Linked DNA regions of Anser cygnoides: region 1 is linked to region 2. A link is a contact called in public Hi-C data. All regions are on one chromosome and are shown on one strand. The core of a region is the stretch at or near the end of the contact, and the rest is flanking DNA. Distances in the headings are between cores, read along the strand shown. Region 1 overlaps SMG6 (SMG6 nonsense mediated mRNA decay factor). Region 2 overlaps SMG6 (SMG6 nonsense mediated mRNA decay factor).

What was found. A called contact is a pair of places that touch in the nucleus more often than the background predicts.
Region 1: a contact with region 2 is called in a Hi-C map of liver, with 3 times the contacts expected there. The contact joins two enhancer-like sites. A contact is called at or near these places in 4 of 7 Hi-C or Micro-C datasets (granulosa cells and liver).

What each region holds. Positions count from the first base shown.
Region 1 is chr18:7,725,254-7,730,075 of Taihu_goose_T2T_genome, forward strand. All of the region lies in intron 9 of SMG6 (SMG6 nonsense mediated mRNA decay factor), which reads right to left. Among named protein-coding and RNA genes, the nearest start is that of SMG6, 15 kb to the right of the region's middle. Within about 2 kb of position 1,303, at least 2 of the 3 cell types and tissues checked have open chromatin away from gene starts, as enhancers often do. A contact at or near this core is called in liver, where this site is marked.
Region 2 is chr18:7,642,588-7,647,747 of Taihu_goose_T2T_genome, forward strand. All of the region lies in intron 15 of SMG6 (SMG6 nonsense mediated mRNA decay factor), which reads right to left. Among named protein-coding and RNA genes, the nearest start is that of HIC1, 17 kb to the left of the region's middle. Within about 2 kb of position 1,529, at least 1 of the 3 cell types and tissues checked has open chromatin away from gene starts, as enhancers often do. A contact at or near this core is called in liver, where this site is marked.

The DNA.
Region 1 (4,822 bases), core at 53-2,552, 82 kb after region 2:
CGCGCGGGCAGGGCGCTGCCTGGGGAGCTCTTCCGGAGCCTTCGCTCCTACCTGGGTGGTTTCACCCGGGGCACGAAGGCATCTTCGTCTCCGCCGTGCGCCACGCAGCACTGAGGTCTGCTGGGGAGGAAGAGCAGAGCCAAGGACAGAGGAAATGACACAGATTCCAGCAGGTTCCACTCCCTGATCCTCCGGAAGGAAGTTTCTTTCCTAATACCCACCTCCACAGTGGATACGAAGCCTGGCTGGAAGTGGCTCATTCAACAGTGGAAAGAAATAAATATTCCCCGTGGCAGAAATAAAGGGTTTTGGCTGCGGAATACGAGGTGCCATCCCAAAAAGCGTTCAACAGACGGCAGAAAAGGTGGGAGCGGGCCAACTGCAGACAGAGATCAAGGTTAGACCAACAACAAACAACAAAAAAAAAAGCTCAAGAGCAATCACCGTCTGACAGGCTTCGCCCTGCTCTGGGAAATTTCCCAGTCCTGCTGTTAGACGTTTTACTTCCTCTACCAGCGCTGCCAATTCCTGCAGTATTCTCATCTGAAGCGCAAACCCTCCCCGCCCGACAGCGCTCCGCAGCGCCGGGCCCATCGGACCCGCTGCCACGAGCGAGGCCTCACGTGCGGCAGCGGGAGGGGTTTGGTTACACACAAATCCCCGGCTGATCAGCACCAGCAGGAGAGGAAATGAGGAAAAGAGCGAGCGACAGGGGAAGGCGGTTTCTGGATGATTGTACTTGGGTTTAGAGCATGAGAGGCTTGTTGGAACTCGCAGCCTTGCCCCCACCCCGTCCGCAGCCTCTCCGGGAGCGCTGGGATGTAGCGGAGCCTCTCGCACAGGCACGAGGCCCTTGATGTCCTCGTAGCGCTCCCACCTCCGATCCACCAGCACACATTAGCACCAGATGCTCGTTACCGGAAGGAGACCGATGTCGGTGTTTCTCCCCTTCAAGTAACGTTAGGCCCTGCCTTGTCCTTCGCAGTTAAATAAAACCGCCAACACGGTCTAAAAATAAAATTAAGAAAAATTAAAAAAAAAAATAAATTAAAAGTCAACACCAACTTCTGGAAACTCTTACCGAGAGCTTAAGCCTTCGCTTTCTGGGTAGTGACAAAAGGTCAAGCTGTGCTGGAAAGCAACATGTGGGTTCTACACGCCATGCGTGCACGCGCTGCCTCAGCCAGCAGGCTCCCTGAGCTGTACCGAGCTCGGGGAGGCCTCAGCAGAGCGGTGCTGAGCGTCCACGGGGGATCACGAGCCCCAGCAGCGTGCTACAGCGTTTCTGGGCGGATTGCTAGTGCCTGAACTGCAGCTGAGGATTCTTACCGCTGTTTTGAAGTTAAAAAAAAATAAAAAAGAACAGTTTTTTAGAAGTTCAGCGCGAGCAGGGAGGGTGCACAACTGGCAGCAGGCACAAAAGGCAGCGCTAGCTGCATGGCTGAATGTCACGTCTCAAGCCCAGAGAGGCTAGGAGTGTGGTTTTGGTGTTTAACCAGCTTCAACTGCAGCCTGGCACTCTTTTACTTCCTCCGCAGAGGAGGCTTCTCACTGCTGGGGGAAAGAAACCAACCTTACCGCGCGAAACCAAACGGCTAGAGTAAAAATAAAGCCCCGAGGTGGTTTGGTGACCGAGGTCAGATCAGGAGGCGGAGGGTTTGCAGCCTGGGGAAAGCACTCAGAAATACTCACGCTGCCAACCGAGAAAGAGATTACAGAAAAGGAGGCAGGGCAGAGAATTAACGCGAGTCCAGCAGCAAAGAGCCTGAGAAGCCTCTTTCGCACGCTACCAGCTCCCCCGTGCTCAAAACAGTTTGTAAACCGTTTCCTAAACACAAAGGGGAAAAAAAAACCCAGACCCAGTCCTGACCTCCATGAATGAGTAACCAAACCAAACTGCTTCCTGCGAGCTTGCGGGGGTGAGGGCAGGAGGCTGCCCGGGCAGGGCAGAGGGAACTCCACGTTTCTCCCTCTCAAGCACCGCTCTGGGCCTGAAAATTAAGGACTCGACAACTCATGCTGCTTTTGCACGTGGGTGGTGGGCAAAGGAGAGGAATGAGGAGGGGCAGCCTTCAGCTGGCTGCCAGCGCTTGCTGTTCTGGCCCCAAAGAGCCTCCCTCTCCTTTTTGTGCCACGGGGGAGGCTCAGCAGAGGGCTGCAGCACGGCAGAGGTACGAGAGCAGAGCGGCAGGCTGGAGGGGAAGCACTGCCTTCCCCTGACGGCCAGGGCAGGCCGCACCGCGCCAGCCCACAGAGAGGATCGCTCGCGTCAAATACTAGAGAGCACCTAAGCGTGGAGGAGACAAACTTCCTCACTTAACAGCAGCCGCCTTCCTGCGGCAAGGCGCCGACAGGCAGCCTGCCCCAAGGCCCTCTGCAAGACCTCGTGTCGCTCTCCTGCGCCGAGAGAGGCCGAGGGGGCACTCCCTCGCTTCCCGTGTCCCCCCCCCTTTTGGGGACGCACCTACGCCACCGCTCGGGCTCGGCTCAGATGTGGGACAGGCGTGAGAAGCGGCTTCGGCGGGCAGCCCGGCCGCTGGGCATCTCCAGGCACTGCCGGGCTCGTGGCCTCCGTCCCCTCCGCCCTCTGCACGGGAGCACAACGTTGGGTGTAAAATAAAAGCAGGCAAGAGTTAGCACAGGGCTGGGAGCTCCCAGGGCATCAGCAGCAGCAGCCTGAAGGGTGACCCTGCGCGGGAGCAGCAGCGAGGGGAAGGCAGGCAGCGGGTGGCGAGTGCAGAGCCTGCTCCACGGCACCGCCAGGCTTTCGGGCTGCCCAGCTAAAGCGGGAGCACGAACCCCTGGCTGCTCGGACTTGTCTTCCACCCCAGAGGCTCCTAAAATGGCCCTCTGTGAGCGCTCTGCCCACCTGACGCCACGGGCCGCACGCGGAGCCCTGTACTCCTGCCAGCAGGGATTATTCTTAAGAGCCTACATGGAAAGAGAAAGGAGCAGGCACCATCCTTCACTGTCCCGAGGAGCGCCGCCCGGCAGCGAGGACACAGGCTGCCACCAGCAGACCCGGGGACGGGTGCCTCGGATCAGCGAGCTTCCCGAGAGGCCTCGTGTCCACGTGTACGTGTGGCAGAGCAGCTGCTGCTACAGCACGGCGTCAACTCCGCTTTTACCTGTCACTAATTCCTAGTTGGGCGTAACGAAGAAGAGCTACGAGGTGAGAAAAGAGCTGGCAGGGAAGGGTAAATAAACAAACAGGGGTGTTTCTGTGGGTATCTGCCCAGGAAAAGCCGGGCCACGCTCACAGATGCTCGGATCACACCACAACGGCCTCTCGGCAAGCCAAAAGCTCCCAGGGACTGCGGGTATTGGCAGCAGGGAACCCCAGCTCCAAACCCAGGTCCCTGCCACCACCTCGTGTGCCTGGCCCAAGCAGAAGCCAGGCTGATGGGGCAAAACGGCCAAAACCCCCCCGCCAAAACCCCCTAACGGCCTAACAGGAGCTCTGATCCCGCTGCCGCCCTAGAAGCGCTCCCCTCCAGATGCAGAACCCCGAGGAAAAATCGCACAGCCTGAAGCCAGCCGGGAGAAGGAGCCAGCCCAGAGACACCCGAGCGGCTGCTGCCGAAGAGGAACAAGTACACAGAGCAGAAACAACAAACACGGCCAAGGAAAAACGGATGTGAAACATGCAGGAGCTGACCAGGACAGTGACCCTTTTCCCAGCCGAGGACGCACACCCGCCATCAAGGCAGAGGCTCAGGGAGCCCCCAGGACCCCCCAGTGCTCCTGGAGGCACAAGTGCTCCCCAAAATGCCTTCTCCTGTCTTGGACCGCGATCCAGCTGCAGAGCTGAAAGCGGACACAGCATCACGGTCCTCAGACACGACGAGCAATGACAGAAATAAAACAGAGCAGGAGAGAAGGACTGAGAAAGACAGAAGGGGAGAATCCTTGCAAACGTCTCATCTCACAAATAAAATAAAAACAAAAAAGAATCACAGGCAAAGCTATCATGAAGCTAACTCCAACCAGGCACTGCCAGACGGGTTCCCAGTTGGCTGAATCCAGACCTAGAGGGGAAAAAAGCAGCAGGACAAATCCCACAACCTCCCCTGCTGCGAGGAGACAGCGCCTTCATCGGGCCAGAGAGGACCAGAGGACCACCCCCCTGCATGCTTAACACTCGTCTCATTTTCTAGAGCTTGGTGGGTGGAAGGTGATGGTGGGGTCCAGAAGAAACCGGCACCACTCCCCTGAGAGAAAATAAACACACCCCAGGACATGCACTGCTGACAGCTCCACGCACTGCTGCTGTCTCCTGGCACCTGCACCCACCAGCGAGCTCCCACAGAACGGCACGGCGTGCAACCACGAGGAAATACAGGAGTAAGATACGGCGTCCGGCCTGCCGAGAGAACTTTGTTCCCCCCTTTTTTTGGTAGAGCTCCTGGTGAAACTCAATGCCCATCTGTGGAAACCCCGATGTCCGCGTTCCCTGCTGCTGAGAGGAAAGCCTGGGTAAGGACATGGAGGTTAAAACCCGCTCCGAACTTCTGAACTTCAGCAGATCTCTCAGCTTTCCTAGGGGCTTTTTGGGTGGCCCTCCTTTTGGGGTGGCCAAACTCGCGCTGGCTCTACAAGACTGACCTCTCGCTAAGAGTCTAGGAGGCTTAATTCGTTAATGATTCTGAAGCATTCAGACATCTGGAGAGAACTATTATTCAATTACTGTTGTGCCAAGGGAAAACCTCTCTTCCCTAATCCTAGCTGCAGCTATGGAGTAATCTCTGTCGGTGCATGCACGCTGCGTGCTAACATAAGGAAGTATCTGCTGCAGAGCGCAGGCAGCAGGCAACTGCAACTG
Region 2 (5,160 bases), core at 279-2,778:
ACCACATGGAGCGCCCCGGGGCTAGGAGGGGAAGCCCAGCCTTACCCAGCCCCTTGTGCTGACCCCGCTGTGCCCAGCGTTACGGGGTTTCGGGTCCGAACCCTCCCGCAGCCATGCCAAAGCCCCAGGGGCACCCTGGAACGAAGAGCTGCAGGGGCCAGCAGCGGCCATGGAAATAAGTGGGATTTAATGCGTTTCCAAGTGCTGTCATCTGGCTTTAAATCAAGATGTCTTGATGCTGCCACCTCCCACAAGTCGAGGCAGCAACCAGAACCTTCCCCACGTGCCTCACGCCCTCCTGGCCACTGCTCCCATCGGCCAGAAAGGCGAAAAGCGAGCAGGGGGCACCGGGGGGCGGCTGGCTCCACGTGCTGGGTGCTGGCTCTGCACGTGCACTGCCTTTGCCAACCTTGGGCTGGGGAAACGGCGAGGCAGGGAGGTGTTTGCACGCCTGGGTGCCACGGGAGGATGTATGGAGAGGGGACAATGCGACAGCAGCCACGGCACGGGGCTGCCCCCGCATCCTCGCAGCAAGGAGGGTGTCAGGTGGGTTTCTGCCCAACATTCGGGAGCGCAGAGACGAGATGTTTGGCCCTGGGCAGCACCGAGCCCTACTCCATGGGGACGGAGAAGGGCCCTGCTGGCCGACCCACAGCAGCACGTCCCTCGTCAACCACTGAGTTCAACCAGGAAGGCTCCGCAAAGCCACGCGTCCCAGCAGCCGGCCTGCCACGGGTAACGATGACCCAAAAAAGCAAGGGGGGGGGACCCTGCGTGCGCCCCGACGCAGACCCCAGCCCCACGCAGGCGGCCGGGGGAGCACGGCCCCGCACGCACGGAGCGGGAAGCTCACCTACCCGGCCGGCCGGGGCCACGCAGGTGACAGCGGCGCCGGGTCCCTCGTGGGTGGCATCTGCCCCGGCGGCTCTCGCGGGCCGTACCCGGCCAATTCCTGGCAGCTGCGAGCGATGCCTGTGCCGGCCGTCACGTCCCATTCCGCTCCCCGGGCCGCCCGGTGAGAGAAGGACACAGGATGCGCCGGGAGTGAAAGAGCGAGGTCGGCGGGGAGCGTGCCAAGTCCCCTCGCACAGCTCCGGGCCGCTCGGGGAGCCAGAGGGAAACTCGCCTTTGCAGGGTTCAGAGGCCGGCAGCGAGATTTATTTTTGTTTGTGTGAGTAAAAGGCTGCAGAAGCCTCTGGCCAAGGGGCTTGGGGGGGGGGGAGGAGAGGAGTGGCCTGTGATTCATACAGGCTCCGGCTGGCCTCGAGCCAGAGATGAAAGGGAGCCCATGTGCAGGACGGGGAGCGAGCGCCGCGTTAACCCTTCCGCTGGCCCGCGGGCACGGCCGCTGCCCCACGGCGAGGACGAGGGGGCGCGGGGACGGGGTGGGGATGCCCGCTTCCGGGCCGGGCTCTGCGCCGCGAGCCGACGGTGCCCATCGACGACACCGGTCCCGTCGTGCCTCGTTGTCCCCCGTGGTAGAAGGGGAGGGTGGCCCGAGTGGCTCGGTGGGTGGTGGGGTCTGGAAGACCCTCGGGGGTTGAGCTGGTGCAGCCTCACCCCAGTGCAAGCACTTTAGGACAGGCAGATTTTAGCTTTATCGGGGCTGAACGCACTCCCTGGCTCCGTGGCAAAGGGACCCTGCGGGGCTGGAGCCCGGCAGGGGACCCCTGGGGCCAGCAGCTCGCTGCTCTTCTCGGGGCTAGCCACTTTTCCTTCTCCTGGCCACTGCAGCCCCCAAATCCGCACCCACCCGCAGCCCCGATCCCGGCCACGGCTCCCTGGTCAGGGGCTTCTCCCAGGAGCTCGGCAGGAGCCGGAGGCAGCTCCCGCAGCTGCCCCAGCTGGTGGCAGCACTGAGATCAGACACTCCTGCGCGCACAGTCCCAAATTCCCAGCTCATCCATCAGCTGGGATCACCTGGGGGATTCCCCGGAAGCCGCTGCCTGGCCGGAGGGATCCCACTTTGGGATGGGGACAGGTCTTTGCGAGGGTCGAGCCGCCAGGCTGCATTTTCTGCTGATGGCACAGCAGACAGATGTCCGCCAGGAGCGCAGCGGTGGGTTCCTGCAGCCCGGCAGAGAAAAGCCAGGAGCCGGAGCCCCGCAGAGCTGCGTGCCCTGCCACCTCCGGGACGGGTCACCGGCGGTGACGCCGCCCTGCCGGGACGGATGGGCTGTCACCATCCTGCTGCCACCCCTTCTGCCCTGACCCTCCGAGAGCCGCCCTCCATCCGCGGGGCACCCCGGTGCCGCTGCCCGCTCCGTCCCCGCACGCTCGGCAACGCGCGCGCGTGCGGGGCTGGGAGGCGCGTTTTCCAGGGCTGAGAACAATGCCTCCCTCGCCTCTGCTCGAGGGTTTCCTCCTTCCAAGGTTCGTCCGCAGCGTCTTCCTCAGGAGTAAACGTGCCCCGTGCCTGGTAGCAAGCCGGGGCCGCCGCCGTGGCGGAGCCGCCGTGGGTGGGTGTGCGCCTTCCGCAGCCGGCAGGCACCCGCTCCCAGGCAGGTGCGTGTCAGCGCGTGTGCACCCGCGGCATTGTTCCTGCGCCCAGACGAGAGCGTGAATGGGATGCGGCTATATTTAGCCAGTTACTCACACTACCGCCACAAAGGAGCGGCTGCATCTTAAGGGGGCGGCCGTTCCGTGGGCTCAGAAGGGACAGGAGCGCGGCTATTTTGGGAAGACATGTCATAATTGGCCGCCCGGCCGAGCTGCTTCTGTAATGCTGAGCGAAACAATAGCAGCATCCAGAGGAAGAGCCTGTTATGTTTCAGGTGGGATGTTTTCAACCGCTCAGGAAACTCGGCCGCTCCCAGCGCGCGGCGGCGGCACAAAGGACAGGGGGCTCCGAACAGCGCGCACTGAGGGCCGGGCCAAGCGGCGGGGGCGGCCGGGGGCACGGGGCACGGCCCTGCCACCTCCCCGCTCCACCTGCCTGCCCCGAAAATATTCGGGTAGCGCTCAGGGAGGTGGCTGGCCCTTCGGCTCGCTGCCGTCACCTGCCCGTGACACGGGGCTCCGTGCCAGCATGGGTGAGGGTAAGGGCAGGATGGAGGCGGCGGAGCCAGGGAGCAGCAGCCACCCCGCAAGCCATGGTCGGGCAGCAAAGGGCTGCCCCTTGCCACCAGGATGCAGCAGACTGCGACCTAAACCCGCTCTGCCCTACCTGGCCCTGCTCAGCGTGATGGTTTTGGGGTCCCGGCTTGTGCAGGGGAACCGAGCCCTCCTGCTCTCCCTGCAGCTGGTGTCAGCAGGGCAACCCCCATTCACTATTTCCTCTGCCAGGACCTGTGCTTCCCCCCCAGCCTGAGCAACAGTCCTGTGCACACCCAAGCCAGGGCAGTGAAGGAAGCACAACAAAGCCCAAATCGCCCTCGAGGCTGGTGTAAGCGTGACCGCAGCGATGGTTGTGGTTGGGAGCTGCAGCATGGAGGAGCGGGGCTGTCCTGCCAGCCGGTGCAGCGCAGGGATCCCGGGACAGGCGTGGAGCGGGTGAGCTCCACCGGCAGCACAGCTGGGCACCGAGAGGCGGGGAGCACGGCGGAGGAAGGAAGGTAGAGCACGAGAACTGCCGGGAGAAGGCAGGGGTTTAGCTGCGAGCAGCACGGCTCTGCGGGGCTCGGGCGAGGCCACGACACCAGGCTCCCCTTGGGCACGTCAAACCCTGCCACGGGACGGGAGCAGGGGAAGCTCATGGATGGGAACGTTGGAACTGAGAAAGAAAACGGTGGCCAAGGGACGAAGGCTTTACCCTGAACCCTGGGTCACTGCCTGTGCTGCAGGAGGCAGCCGAGGTGCTCGGGCTTTCCAGGCCCACGTGCCCATCAGGGCGCAGGCACGGCCACGGGGACGTGCCTGGAGAGCTGAGGCTCTCGGCCCTGCTAGAACAGGAGCTGCAGCTGCTCAGCTCCAGCAAGTACGTGGGGCTGCGCTCGTCCCCGGGGTCACGGGCGGGGGGCTTGGAGAGCAGCCGACGTGTGAACTCGGGAAAGGAGCGGTGAACTGGAGAAACGGGATGAAACCACAAGGCAGGAGGTCCCAGGACGCACAATATCCCTTGGGAAGACCGGGGACCCGCAGGTCAAGGCAGGGAAATTCGGGGGGGGGGGGGTGAGGTGCAGAGCTGGCTGCGGGGTCGGTACCGGGGCCGGCACGCACATGTTCAGCTCCGGGCTGTTCCCAGCCAGCCGGGATGACTTTAGCGAAGCCCCGAGGACTTCTCCTCCGCCCCGCGCGCTCGGGCTCCAAGTGCACCTCAGCTCTCAGCTGTGCAGCCCCCGGAGCTGCCCACACCCTCATTCTGACCTCTCTCCGCCTGCGAGCGCCGGCCCCAGCCCGGCTCGGGAGGAAGGGAGGAGCAGGCCAGGCAGCGAGCCCCCGACGCGCCAGGCAGCCCCCACGCTCCCCGCAGAAGGGGCAGCGGCCGTCCCGGGGGGCCCCGCCGCAGCTGGGCCGGTGGCCGGGGCTGGGATGTGCGCGGCGCTGCCCTCCCCGAACACCCCGAACACGTGCGGTTCCTCTTGGCCGTGCCTGGACGCGGCGGTGGGAAGCGGGGAATTGACTTACACCTCCCGCTTAACAAGCCGGGGGAGGCCGGGAGGCTTCGGGCAGCTTTTAATTTACAGCCCGTCTCTCCCATCTCGCGCTCGGCTTTCTTCCTCCTCGCATTAAAAGGGAGCCGGGTACCTGCCAACAACGCGGGGACTGCCCTGCGGGCCCCTCCTCCCTCCCGGCGCGATTTCAGACCCTTCGCCTCGACGCGAATTTCTCGAAATTCGAACGAAAAAAAAAAAAATGAAAAAGAAAAAGAAAAAGGTTGGGGTGGGTTTGGAAAAGTGAAGCGCAGTGGTTCTGGGCCCGGCGCCAGCAGCCGGAGGGTACACATGTGCGCGCTCTCCCAGTAGGGCCTTCAGCAGCCCTGTTTTACAACCACCTCGGCACACACTGCAGAGTTCACGCATATGGCCAGACAGATGTGTCTGGCTTACGTTCAAGGCTGGAAAATGAAGAATTATGGAAGTGAAGGGCCCTGGGCATTAGAGAGGGCGGAGGTGAGGGGGAGGGGAGCCAGGGAGAATTTTTTCCTCTGCTGAGAAATCCTCATCTGGGCGGCGAGGCTGGAGGAAGAGGGGCTGCGAGCGAGCGAGGAGCCAAGAGCCA